3 separate regions of the Sus scrofa genome follow, and regions 2 and 3 are each linked to region 1. Evidence: chromatin contacts called from public HiChIP or PLAC-seq data. All regions are on one chromosome and are shown on one strand. Each heading gives the region's core, a stretch centred on a gene start, on an enhancer-like site or on the middle of the called end of the contact. The rest is flanking DNA. Distances are from core to core; before and after follow the strand shown.

Evidence for each region. HiChIP or PLAC-seq counts read pairs in DNA pulled down with a chosen protein or histone mark.
Region 2: a contact with region 1 is called in an H3K27ac HiChIP or PLAC-seq map of alveolar macrophages. The contact joins the promoter of WDR12 here to the promoter of FAM117B in region 1. A contact is called at or near these places in 1 of 47 Hi-C or Micro-C datasets (liver) and 2 of 2 datasets of contacts at active chromatin or transcription factors (alveolar macrophages and skeletal muscle).
Region 3: an H3K27ac HiChIP or PLAC-seq map of alveolar macrophages shows a contact between it and region 1. The contact joins the promoter of BMPR2 here to the promoter of FAM117B in region 1. A contact is called at or near these places in 3 of 47 Hi-C or Micro-C datasets (embryonic fibroblasts, heart right ventricle and skeletal muscle) and 1 of 2 datasets of contacts at active chromatin or transcription factors (alveolar macrophages).

Annotation. Positions count from the first base shown.
Region 1 is chr15:106,180,770-106,185,034 of Sscrofa11.1, forward strand. It overlaps FAM117B (protein FAM117B), which reads left to right and starts at 2,448. Exons shown (of 8, transcript XM_003133590.5): 1 at 2,448-3,244. The coding sequence starts at 2,635.
Region 2 is chr15:106,408,511-106,412,775 of Sscrofa11.1, forward strand. WDR12 (ribosome biogenesis protein WDR12) reads right to left here and starts at 2,213. Exons shown (of 14, transcript XM_003133592.6): 1 at 1,826-2,213; 2 at 1,132-1,179. The coding sequence starts at 1,172. CARF (calcium-responsive transcription factor) reads left to right here and starts at 1,908. Exons shown (of 18, transcript XM_021075550.1): 1 at 1,908-2,030.
Region 3 is chr15:105,969,337-105,973,601 of Sscrofa11.1, forward strand. BMPR2 (bone morphogenetic protein receptor type 2) reads left to right here and starts at 2,241. Exons shown (of 13, transcript NM_001204900.1): 1 at 2,241-2,332. The coding sequence starts at 2,257.

The DNA.
Region 1 (4,265 bases), core at 1,198-3,697:
AAATACCCAAGTATTTTTTTTTTTAGCATTCTTTGATGATTTCTTAAGACATCATAAATATCCTCTAGTGCAAAGAGGGCTGAAATGGTTAATACCTACTTCAGCTGAAGTGCTTTCATTTGTTTGAAGATAAGCCCTAAACTGATGAGTAAGTTAAGCTGTCAAATAAGATGAAAAAGGCATTTTCTGGAGCCATGGTGTTTTGAGTTTCTACAAGAAGTATGACTAGAACCAAAAGATGAACTTGTGATTAAACTAAGGACATTTCAATTTTTTGATCCAATGAACTTCTGTGTTGATATCAGTACTTACCTCAGAAAAGCTAACAGTCTCTTGCCACTAACAAATAGGTCTCCAGTTTGGTGACAACAAATGTAATTGATCAGGAAGCCTAAGACACTGGGGCTGCTGAACTCCCTTGGTTTAACTCAGTAGTATGCATTGGGGTCCTACTTTGTGAAGGACCAAGTGCCAGATACAGCTTCCAGGACCTCCTTATTTAAAGGCTTATCTTCTCTCTTACCCATTGTTTTAAGACTGGACTTAGCTCTCTGCATGGATCTTGTTGGCAGTTTCCATTGTGTCCTGTCTAGAGAGAAGCTGTTTTTCTCTTCATTCCAGGTTGTGGGGCAGGCTGGGTAATGATGTCGGGTCTATTGAGAGCACCAGATAACCTGGGAAAAGGGCTTGGGGCTTCTCTTTGTGGTGGGGAAGAGAAGAGGAATGGGTGTTAAGGAGAGATGTGGGCCTCTGAATCACAAGGAGATTCAGTACTGAGTGCCTTCTAGGCACCACATTCTCATTTAGCCCTTGGTTAATAAGAACAAGTGTATAAAGGGGATGGTACTGTTTAACTGCATTTTACAGCTAAGAATGCTGGCTAGTGACTTATCCAAGGCCATAGAGTCTGTGGTGGATCTGGGATACAAATCTTTTCTCTAGGTCTTCAAAGGCTTTCCTGCCACAGTGCACAGCACCCAGGAGAATTTCAGGTCTGGAGTGGAACACACTGGGCTCTCCACTCCCATATTTTCACAAGATGAAATCTGTGTAGAATGTATAAAGAATAAAGTATTAGGGAGTTCCTGTTGTGGCTCAGTGGTTAACGAATCCGACTAGGAACCATGAGGTTGCGGGTTCAATCCCTGGCCTCGGTCAGTGGGTTAAGGATCCTGCATTGCTGTGAGCTGTGGTGTAGTTCGCAGACGCGGCTTGGATTTGGTGGTGTTGTGGCTGTGGTGTAGGCTGGTGGCTGCAGCTCCAATTATACCCCTAGCCTGGGAACCTCCATATGCCTCGGGTGTGGCCCTGAAAAGACAAAAAAAAAAAAAAAAAAAAAAAAAAAAAAGGAATAAATTATTAAAGGGAAAAGAGGTCATGGACAGGCAATTTTTAGCCTGAGAGGTGAGTATGTGGAGTATGGGACTACCATTTTTTTTTTGTCTTGATGAGGAGCCTCTAAGGTTATTTTAAAACTGGTCTTACTGAGTTCTTGCCCATACTACAAAGACCTATTTCCTCCACTACACATCAATATGAATGGCTCATCCAGTTGTGTCTCAAATAATGACTGTGAGGATAGAAACAAAACCCTTTGAAAACTCTGACACTTAACAGACTTGTAAGGCAGCAGACATCTTTCCAAGGTTATCAGGGAAGTGTGAGGTAGCTGATTAAAATCAATTCTTGATTACTCGCGATGCCAGAAATGTAGCAACAGTATTTGGAAACTGGACTTCATATATACAATCTAAAACCGCTTTTTAACCAGCAATTTTAACCTTTCTGAGATTTGGTTCTTTCTAGAGACTGGGGGAAAAAAAAAAAAAAAAAAAAAGGAGATGTGTAAAAATGCCAGTAAGACTTATTAAATTTCTTTTCCTTTGAGTCCTGTCCAAACATAGGCGGAATTAGGACAGAACAAAAAGATCAAGAAAAAAAAAGCCAGAAAGAGACGCACGCACAAGGACTGTGCCAGTTAATACTGAGGTAAGGAAATGAGTTTTGGGGGAAAGACTTCAGATATCCCTGGGGATCGCTCTGGTTCAGGGCATTCCCTTTGGCAATATTCCAGAATCTGAGTCCCCAGGGTTCCACACAGTATAAAGTGAAAGACGCGCGTGGCCAGGCGCGCGCGTACGCGTGTACACTCACGTGTACACACACACACACACGCACACGCGCGCGCGCACTCTACACATACACACAGCCTGTTTCCTCCGCTCCCCCTCCACCCCCGCCCCCCCCGGGGGGGGCGGGTCTCTTTCTCTTTAAAGAGCAGACGGTCTCCGAGCAAACCCAGGCTCTCTAAGGCCCCGGGGGCCCGGGACCCGAGCTGCTCGCAGCCAATGGGTGCGGTGGAGCGGCTCGAGCGCGGCTGACGCTACACCAATGGGCGCTCGCGGGGGGCGGGGGAAGCGGCGGAGACACTATTGTTGATGAGGAGGAGCAGCGGCGGTGGCGGCTGCACCATCTCTTTGCTGCTGGCCGTGGCCTGGGCACCTCCCGCACCCCGGATTCCGGTTTCGTCACCCCATCGCGGGGGCCTTCCCTCCGGCTTCGAGAATCCTTCCCCCGCAACCCAACAACAACAAAACCCCACGTCTCGCCCAGTCACCGGGGAGGGGGGGGACTATGTCCCAGCGGGTGAGGCGCAATGGGTCCCCCACGCCGGCCGGCTCCCTTGGGGGCGGTGCGGTCACCACGGCCGGGGGATCTGGGAGCCGCCTGCAGCCCATGAGGGCGACGGTTCCGTTCCAGCTGAAGCAGCAGCAGCAGCAACATGGCAGCCCCACGAGGAGCAACGGCGGCGGCGGCGGCGGCAACAACAACGGCGGCTGCTGTGGTGGCGCCTCAGGCCCCTCGGGCGGCGGCGGCAGCTCCGGCGGCGGGGCCCCGCGCACCGCCTCGCGCAGCACAAGCCCCACGCGGGGCGGTGGGAGTGCGGCCGCGCGCACCAGCCCCACGGTGGCCACGCAGACGGGCGCGTCCGCGACGTCCACGAGAGGCACCAGCCCCACGCGCGGCGCCGCGCCCGGGGCTCGCGGGAGCCCCCCACGACCGCAGCCCCCGCCGCCGCTGCTGGGCACCGTGTCGTCTCCTTGCTCGTCGCCCACCCACCTGTGGACAGGCGAGGTGAGCGCGGCCCCACCCCCAGCCCGCGTTCGGCACCGGAGGAGGTCCCCGGAGCAGAGCCGAAGCTCCCCGGAGAGGAGGAGCCCTAGCGCCCCGGTTTGCAAAGCAGGTACGTGCTGGGGGCCGCGCGGCGAGGGGAAGGGGTCCCGGGCTCCCGCTGCTACCGCGCGGGGACTGCAGCGTTGCCGCGGAGCTGGGGTGGTAGGGGGCGGGGCCGGGGGCGGGGCCCGGGCGGTGCAGCCGCGTCTTCCCGGGCCTTCCCGGCGCCCCCAGCAGCTCCCCTCCCGCCTCTTTGGTCTCTGCGTCGGCCCCGCGTTGGTGTCCGTCAGTGGAGGTGCATTCGCTAACCTTGTGCTTGGGCTGATGCGTTAATGATAAACCTCGGGGTTCTGGTCGCGCGCTGGTTACTTCTTACCCTCCCTGGGGGATGAGGCTCGGAATGGTTTGTCACTTTAGTGACATGGCTAATGTTAGTATAGCACATCTCTGTGGTTGAGTATTTCCGTTTGACAAAACAGTTTGAGATTTGGGGGCCTTGAATGCTTTAGTATAGCAGGTTTGGTTGGGTCTCTGAAGAGGGAGCGGGTTGTTTCCTAAGACTTGTTAAATGGGTAGCAAAAAGTGAAAAATAAGTAAGATTCTTTTGGAAGGTTTTTGGGCTTTGAGGGTCTGAGTGTTTTCTGATATACTGATTTTGTGGTTAAGATGTAAAACCGTTAAAAAAAAAGATCCAAGGTTTGTCTCCTTGTTACTATTTTAGCGATCAGAAATTTGTTTTTCTTTAGATCTGGGAGCTTTTTTGGGGAAGGTTCTGAATGGAGCCGTTGGGTTCCACAGGAGTCAGTCATAAAGAGTAACTCAAAAGAGAAATTCACATTGTAGAAGTGAAAAGAGATAAAAATTATCATCTGATTGCCTTCCTGTTGGAATCTAGTGGAAAGAGAAATGGGTGGTTTTTAGCTTATGTATTAATACTGCCAACATATGCCTTTGTTTTTCTCTGGGGAATTTCTGTTAGAATCTTTCAGGCTTAATGGCTGGATATTTCAGGAAGCTTAGTACAGTACTTCCTAACCAAATTAAACAGATGAAGTGGTTTCAAGAGGTCATTCAAAAATGCAAGGCATAGG
Region 2 (4,265 bases), core at 963-3,462, 230 kb after region 1:
TTTTTTTTTGTCTTTTTGCCTTTTCTAGGGCTGCACCCTTGGCATATGGAGGTTCCCAGGCTAGGGGTCTAATCAGCGCTGTAGCCAGCGGCCTACTCCAGAGCCACGGCAACACAGGATCCAAGCTGCGTCTGCTATCTGCGACCTACACCACAGCTCACAGCAACACCAGATCCTTAACCCACTGAGCAAGGCCAGGGATCAAACCTGCAACCTCATGGTTCCTAGACGGATTAGTTAACCACTGAGCCACGACGGGAACTCCAAGAAGTGTAATCTTAATTGAGGTAGTATTTTTTTCAGTTTAGAGCTTACATTAGCTTGTTAATACAACAAATATTTACTATTTATCATCAGCACCAGAAAATCTCGGCAAACATTTGACTCAGTCAATCCAAGAAGAATAATATAGTCCCTACCATCAAGAGGCATTCTATATAATCAGAGATAGAACACAAAAAGTTAAATAGTAGTGTGCTATATGCCACAAAACAGAATACAACTAGGTTTCAAATGAATGCTACATACCTGCAGAACATTTGTAAAATTGGTAAAAATGTTTATATACATACAGGTATGCATACACAAAGCTCTGTATGTATACCATACATACACTATGTATGTATATAAATACACAAGTTTGTAACTGAATTGACTTCACACTCCTACCTAAAGCCAGTTCTATCAACCCCCTATTGAGAGCTCTACTTTCTAGCCTGGTTTAGAACGGCATTGTCTATTACCTATTTAAGAAAATGAAATCGTGTTTTCGGATACTGGGAAACACCACTAGCAGACAGGATATAACGACTTGGCCTGTTGTTAATTGTTCAGTTACATATAATGCGCTTCATTCAGGACGCAAACCTAAGGCCTTTCAGGCCCCTCTACACTTCAAATTACACAGAGCTTGAGAAGCCAGGCAGAAGGATCGGTGATCCTTGAGAAATTCTCGCTAGGTACTGCTTTCACCCGGGCGGAAAACGCGCTCAAGCGAGGAGTCTAGCAAAACAGAAAAAGTGAGTTGACGGCAAAGACAACCAGGGATGCACAAGGCCATCCCTAAGCGGTCATTTCAAAGAATCCCAGGGAAGGGAGAAGTGGGTAGAGGAAGAGAGTAAGCATACTTACTTTTTGTTGTCAGTGAAGAAGCGTGTCTGGAGCTGAGCCATGGCTTGCCTACAGAAACGTACAGGGTAACAGTTAGATAACCCGTGCTCGGGTCTTTAAGGCTACAAAAAGAGGTTGCTCAAAATTACACTGCACGTGTATATGAAAAACTGCAGTCCAACTCCGGGCTTCCGCTTTCCTTCCTCCGGCCTGCCTAGCCAGAAAGCACCACGAGGCTCCCCTTCCACAAGGCCCAGCCCACAAACATCGACTACCTATTCCTAGATTTAGGAGTCATCGATTAGTAAGGCATAGTCTTAAAGGCGACGTTTCCCTTTAATTTTGTTTGTATTTAAAAAATATATATATTTAAGCTTGCGCTCGATTATGAAAATACAGAGAGGCCTGATTCAAATCCGCTTATCCGCGCTCTCTCTCTCTCTCTTTTTTTTTTAAAGAGGCCATCCTTAGGCCCGATAATTCAAACACAGCTCCTAGATACTACAAACCCCAGAAAGCAGCGCTTGTCAGAAGCTGTACCCACTGGGAATTGTAGTCTTTCTTGCCTCTCTCCCCTAGGGATATCTTATTTGCATTAAACCTTCCCGACTCCAGCCAAATATCTATTATATTTCCTCTGCCATCAGCTTTAATTCACGAAAGCCTTTCCGGGCTTATCTGCTCAAGCATACTCCCAATCACACTTTCGGTCTACCGAGATTTTTCTTGGTGTTTCGCCACTAGCTTCAAGCTTTAGATCCAGGTGAGAGGAGGGGATACGAAAGAAAGAACGAATCAGAAGGGAAACGCGACGGTGGCTGATAGTGGTCTTATCTCGAGCGACTGCGCTGCGCGCTCCCGGAGGGGTGCGCCTGCGCACTGTGAGGGTCTCCATGGCGGGGCCTCGGAGCCAAGACGAGGTTGAGTAGACTCGTTTTGAATTTTCTTCCCTCTACTCCAGCACTTTTTGGACTTCCCTTCTCGCCCTATAGGGCGCTCGGCCGCGGTGGGACTGGGGGAGTCCGAGGTTTGGGAGAGCTGTCTGCGCCGACGGACGGGACACTACCTCCCAACCCCCCTTTCTTCCTGCTGCCTCCTCCTCCCGCCGCCTCTTGACCCGCCCGGTCCCTGAGCAACCGCCGGCCCCCGCCCCCTGCTGCAACCCGGCGTCGGTGGCGCCTTCAGCGCCCCACCTTGGGCGGTATTCGGGGCCCTATGTGTCGAGGCCTACTGCGCCCCGCCCGGGACGGGGTTCGCTGGAGAAGGTGGAAGTTCGTGTTTTTAGGAGGGTTTCAGAGCGCAAGGAAGAACCGCCTTGGATTCGGACCCCTGGGCTGGAGCGCCCAGTGTGTAGTCCCATGCGCAGCCCCGCGCCCCGCTTTTTAGAGTTCTTTTTTTCTCTTTAGGAGCCCCCTTTTAATTTCCTTTTAGAAGGAGAAAGGCGTCCTCCCACACTCTCTACGGTTTTTTACCTTTTCTTTCTTTTTTTTTTTTTTGAAGTCACCCAAAGGCCTAATGGTCCCGGGAATTATTCTAATACAACCGAGTTGTTTTTTTGAGGAAAGATGGATGGAGAGATACTATCTAGAAGGAGAAAGGCGTCCTCCCACACTCTCTACGGTTTTTTACCTTTTCTTTTCTTTTTTTTTTTTTTTTTTTTTGAAGTCACCCAAAGACCAAATGGTCCCGGGAGTTATTCTAATGCAACCGAGTTGTTTTTTTGAGGGAAGATGGATGGAGAGATACTATCTAGATTTCATAGTCGCTTTTTAAGGCATTCATTAGAGAAGCTCCAAGAGGGAAATTTAAAGAGACAGCAGTTTAGAGTAAGGCAGAACTGGATTGCAAAATTTTGGGAAGGGGTATGTGTGCAGGTGAAAACAACTAAAGCTCTCCTTGGTTACGTTGCTTAAAGATGTACTACGATTAAGTAGACGCCTGGTTTTTAAATCAATCATAGACTATGAGAAGGAATTTAAACAATTGTAAGCGAAAAATAATCTGTTATTAGCAGCAATGACAGTGAAATTAGGACCGTTTTCCGTTTACTCACCTTAGAATGTGGGTAGTGGAACCGGAATGCCTTATTTCGAATCCTGCCTCCGCTACTTAATAACTTCTCTGTGACACATCTTGGTCAACTGTGAGATTAAGTGCCACAGAGTAAATGTTAACTATTATTACCACCATTACCCTTTAGATACCAGGTGAACTAGAAGCTTTGACAACGTGAATAAGGACTAGCCTCATGATTAGAAGAGTAAAATGAAAAAACCTCTGTGCTGAGGGCCTAGGAAAGGACTAGACTTGCAAGTAGAATCCGTGGTCATTTAACCATGTGCATCATTGTAATTTTAAGAACTGTATGTCTTAGTTAGACCACCTGAAGCTTGAAACTTTTTTTCCTTCTTAATTGAAGTCTTGCTATTTAACCCATATATTTTGAATTTGGTAGAAGTAAAAAGAAATTTGACAGTTTCAAATATCATTTGCTTTAATCATATGTGATTTTTAAGTTACAGTAGTAAAATTGAATTAAAATTCTTAAAACTTGAAATAAATCTAATAGTTTTTCAGATAATTTTAGTAGTATATCATTGGTTAAAATATATTTTTAAATGTATAGTTAATCAGATTAATTTTTAACTATTATGTTTTAAAATTTATCAAAATAAAATACTATACCTGGTAGTTAATACAGGTTGATCCTAATTCAAATGGAAAAATATGATCAGTAAGATACAAAACCTAAATATGTGCTTAATAAGACTTCAGTTTGCAAAGCAGAAATGTTGAGTTCACTGAAATATGTGTTTCATTTGACTGAGACCTTTTTTAAGGGAAAATTAGTTAACATTCCAGGATAGCTGAACACCTACTCTGATGGCTTGGATGCTTTTTCAGCAGTGACTTATGTGTCGCATTTGGTGTTCACTCCATGTAATACCTAGAGTAGTTAGTATTTTTACTTTGAATGTTTTTCTTTACTAAGAACATTAACTTCAAGCTTTTGGTTATAATGATTTCCTACATGATTCATTTCCTAAGGTCCTTATGAAGACACATTGTTATCTGGAGAACCACAGCTTGGAAAATATGTTTCTCTTTATTAGAAGTTTATTTATTTCTGTATATGATAGCATGGTATGGTATGA
Region 3 (4,265 bases), core at 991-3,490, 210 kb before region 1:
ATTCAAAAAACCTCCGCAAGAGATCCTCTCCAGTTGAAAGAGCAGCAATACCTGCCCTTTTCCTCGAAGCGTAGACCCGACCCCACTCTTTACCTTGAGGCGGCACCCCACACCGCGATTTTCCTTTCAAATGCCCTAAAAAACCCCCTAAGGCCCCCAGCTTTTGTGAATAAAAGCCCACCCTCGAAGTGGAAACTCCACTGCAAAGACAGATATGCAGACAGCAGGATAGCGAATAGAATTTTAAAAGAAGGAGTTCTTTCTGGCTTCGCAGCCTTTCAAACATTCCATATTCCTGTTAGCTAGGGAAGGTTAAGGTAATGGGTGCTTGAGGGTTGCAGGGCACCAATTAGAGCAAAAACATCAATTTAGGGGTGGTCTTTCCACCCCTAAATTCTGGGCTTTTGTTTTGAGTCGGTGAGGGGAACCGAGGAGGCCGAGGTCTCCGGTTCGGGTAAAGGCGGGTCCATCCAGATTCTTTGGGCTACGGAGAGGCAGGCTCCGGCCCCAAGAAACAAAGGGGGGTATATTTGCCCCTCAAGGCTTTACTCCAAGAGTCCCAGAGGAGTCAGAGGCTAAACCACCGAGCTCGAAGAGTTTGGCAAACGCTGGACTACAGATGCGGCCGCCTTCTCTTAAGCACACAAATCCCAAGCGTGCCCGTATGGAAGGTGCGTGCGTGTGTGTGAATGTGTGTGTTTGAAGGAGAAAGGCCACCGTTTTGTGTGTGTGTGAATGAGTGTGTATGAAGGAGAAAGGCCACCGTTGTGTGCGTGTGCGCGTATGTGCGTGAAGGAGAAAGGCCACCGTTGCCCATTGTGGGACGCCGGCCCCGCCCTGCCCTCGGTGGCTCGGGGGAGACACGCAGCATTAGGGCCTCGGAGTCCGCCTCTGCTAGCCCGGGAGCGAGGGGCGGGGCCGGGCGGGGTCGCGGGCGCGCAGGCGCAGTGCGGGCCTCGTCTCGCCGCCGCCGCAGCCGCCGCCGCTGCTGCCGCCGCCGCCCGCGCTGCACCACAGGCCCGAGACAGACAGGGCCGGGAAGAGCCGGAGACTGAGGAGGAGGCGGAGGCGGAGGAGGCGGAGGCGGGGCGACTCCGGTGACCGGGAGCGCCGCAGACTGGCAGCTGCGGCGACTCCCCCCTTTGTGTCTGGTCTGCTCGGAGCCACTGGAAGTGCTTCCCGGAGGGGCGCGGGGTGTCTCGCCGCCTTGCTGCCCACCCCCCTTTCCAGCCACCTACATCCGCCCTCCCGCCGCCCCCCGCCCTCGGCCCGCGACGCCTGAGCTCCGCCCGGAGCCTAGAGCTGCGGGAAAACGAGGCGGCGGCGGCGGCGGCGGCGGCGGCTTCCTCCGGAGGGTTGTGATTCGCTCACGGGAGCCATAGAAGACGAGGCTTTCACGGCAGAATTTACCCCAGGCAAGATGGAGCGGCAGCAGTAAAAAAGAGAGGAAGAAGTACACCGGAGAGGGCTAGAAAGGGCAGCCTCCCCGCACCTCCCCTCCGCCCGCTGTCTTGGGGAGCTCGGGGCCCGGCCTGCAGACCCCTCCCCTCCCCCGCTTCCCACCGCCCCTCAGCCCTCCGGCTGGGACCTGCCAGACCCTCGCAGGATTGTTCCGCGAAGACGTGAAGGCGGTGGGTTTGTCCATGGAGGCAGGCACCTTTTTCGATCCAGTCGAGGAAGAGGATTTGCTGTGCTCGAAATCGGAGTAAAGGAAGCACCGAAGCGAAACTTAAAAGGAATCTTGCCCTCCCGGAGCCACGGGCGATGCGCCTCCGGCTATCGGGCGCCGCCGCCCGCCCGGCTTTGCCCTTCCCGGCAGTCGGGAACTTGTTCTGATCCTTGGCGTCCCCATCGAATCCCGGCTCCCCACCCCTCGCCACTCTGGATATGTTTTCTCCCAGACCTGGATATTTTTTTGATATCGTGAAACTACGAGGGAAATAACTGCGGGGCTTTCTTCTTGTCTCCCTGCTTCTCCCCACGGACATGCCTTCAGTTTGGGGGGCCGAGGCACCCCCTCCTAGGCGAGCGAACTCCCCGAGCCGCGAGGGAGAGAAATGAAGGGAATTTCTGCTGCGGAATGAAAGCTCTGCAGCTCGGTCCTCTCATCTGCCATTTGTCCTTTCAAACTGCATTGTTTTTCGGGCTGGATAAGTCCGACGAGAGCGAGGACTAGCTTCTCGGCCGTCTTTCTCCGCCCGTGTTCACTTTCCATATTTATTTTCTCTGCTCTTCTGCTTCTCGACTGGCCCAGGGATGACTTCGTCGCTGCGGTGGCCCCGGCGGGTGCCCTCGCTGCTGTGGACCGTCCTGCTGGTCAGCGCTGCGGCCGGTGAGTAGCCCCGGGTGGCACGACCCGGCCACTTCCCCTGCGGGTGGCGAGGGAGGGAGCCTGCAGAGGCCGAGGCCTGCACCGGCCCTTCGCCACGCTTCCCCCGATCGCCTGGTACCTGCGCGCCTTTCCAGTCCTTCCAGGGAACTACCCTTCCATGTTGTCGTGTAGTTTCGAATCCCCACTCCTCGTATTCCCCACCCCCACACCTCCCACCCGCGGGGGGGAAAAAAGACACATTGGGTGTGGTATCTTGACATTTTTAGCTGTGAGGTAATGCCAGGATTAAAAATAATATTTTAATCACCAGTGGACAGTGTCTATTATGAGATCTTTGGAAACAGAACTGTAGGGTTTTTTTTTTTTTAATATAAAGAAGAGGATTTGGCTTACAGTAAAAACATTAAACTATGGAGCATACACTTGAACCTTATTTTTAGATTTAGATCGCTCTCTGGGAATCCATGTTACTTTCATTATTCCAAAACGTTCCCGAATAAATTGAATAAATGTTGAGGAACCCAGAACTGTGAAATTCTTAATACATTGTACAGTACTGTTAGTTGTTATTATCATTGGTATTATTTTATTTTGAAGGGTATAAGTAATTATGTTTTCATCTTTTCAATCTTGGACTCTTGTATTTTATCTGCTTTTAGAATTACTGTTGGGTTTAGAAGTATTTTCAGTAACTTTTCTTTTAGTCATCTGGCATCTGTTGGTTTTCCTGTCATTGACCTCACGTCAGACTTCTAGGAGATCTGAGTCCTGAAAGAAAGTTCTTTTGACATTTTGCTGAAGCTTAAAGGGAAATGGTAGTCATCCTTTCCTTAGGATATTTTGTCTTTAATTCTCAAACGCCTTAGTGCAAATCTCATGTTACGTTTGCAGTTAATTTTTCAAGCAGTCTTTTGGTGATTTGCTTTCAGAAATTTTGGGGAGTGATACATATAATTTTTAAATTTGGTTTAGTATGGCCAAATAGATTATATATTTTAAAATGAATGAAGAAAAAAATGGATGAGGGACAACATAACACCTTTCCAATTACTTTTTCTTAAGTGTAATTTTCACATTAATTTCTCACTGCTATGTTAGATGTGGAGATTGCTTGCTTATTTCCATTTAAAAAGTCTGCATTGGGAAAACACTGAAAGATAAATTGAACACTCCTTTTGTGTTTTTAATATTGTTGATTAGTGGCTATTATGTTTGTTATAGTTGTGTTAAAATAATTAGAACTTCTGAATTGAATGTATTTTGATGCTGATGTTTTAATATTTTTAACTGCCACAATTCCTTTTGGGGTAAAAAAGAATGATTTTTCTCTAGATTATTTTGCGTTAGTTATTTAAATTCTCTAGTTGTAAGCCATGTGGTTCCTGTGAAATATGAAGAGAGTAAAAGGCCTTAAGCTTAAGCAGTCATTCTAAGACCAGAAGTCTCAGAGCATAGATTTTTTAGTGTTCTTTGTTATTAACCTTTGTAGAACATAGATTCTTATTTTTAGTTGACAAGCTTATCTGAACTGATAAAAGTGGGAGAAAGTACAATCGACTTAAAAATAAACTTCATTTTATTTGGTAAATTAAGTATTAGAATGATGGCCCCTAAAAGGGATGGATTAAAGTAATCACTGCTTAAAAGTGATTTTAGTTGTCTTCTTTCTTTAGTAGCACCAAATGCCAAAATTTGTGAAGCTGGATTTCAGAGCTATAACAACAATAATAGTAGTAATAATAGTATTTGTTTAACGTTTGCTATGGGCCAGCAACTGTTCTAACAGGCTTACGTGTGTTTTCTCATTTGATCCTCATGACGATTCTTTAGGTTCAGTTATGCTCCTTTTATAGAGAGATCAAAGTACAGAAAATTTAAATAACTCAGCACTCTGTCAGTAAACTGTGGAGCCAGAATTGCAGTCTGCACCCTT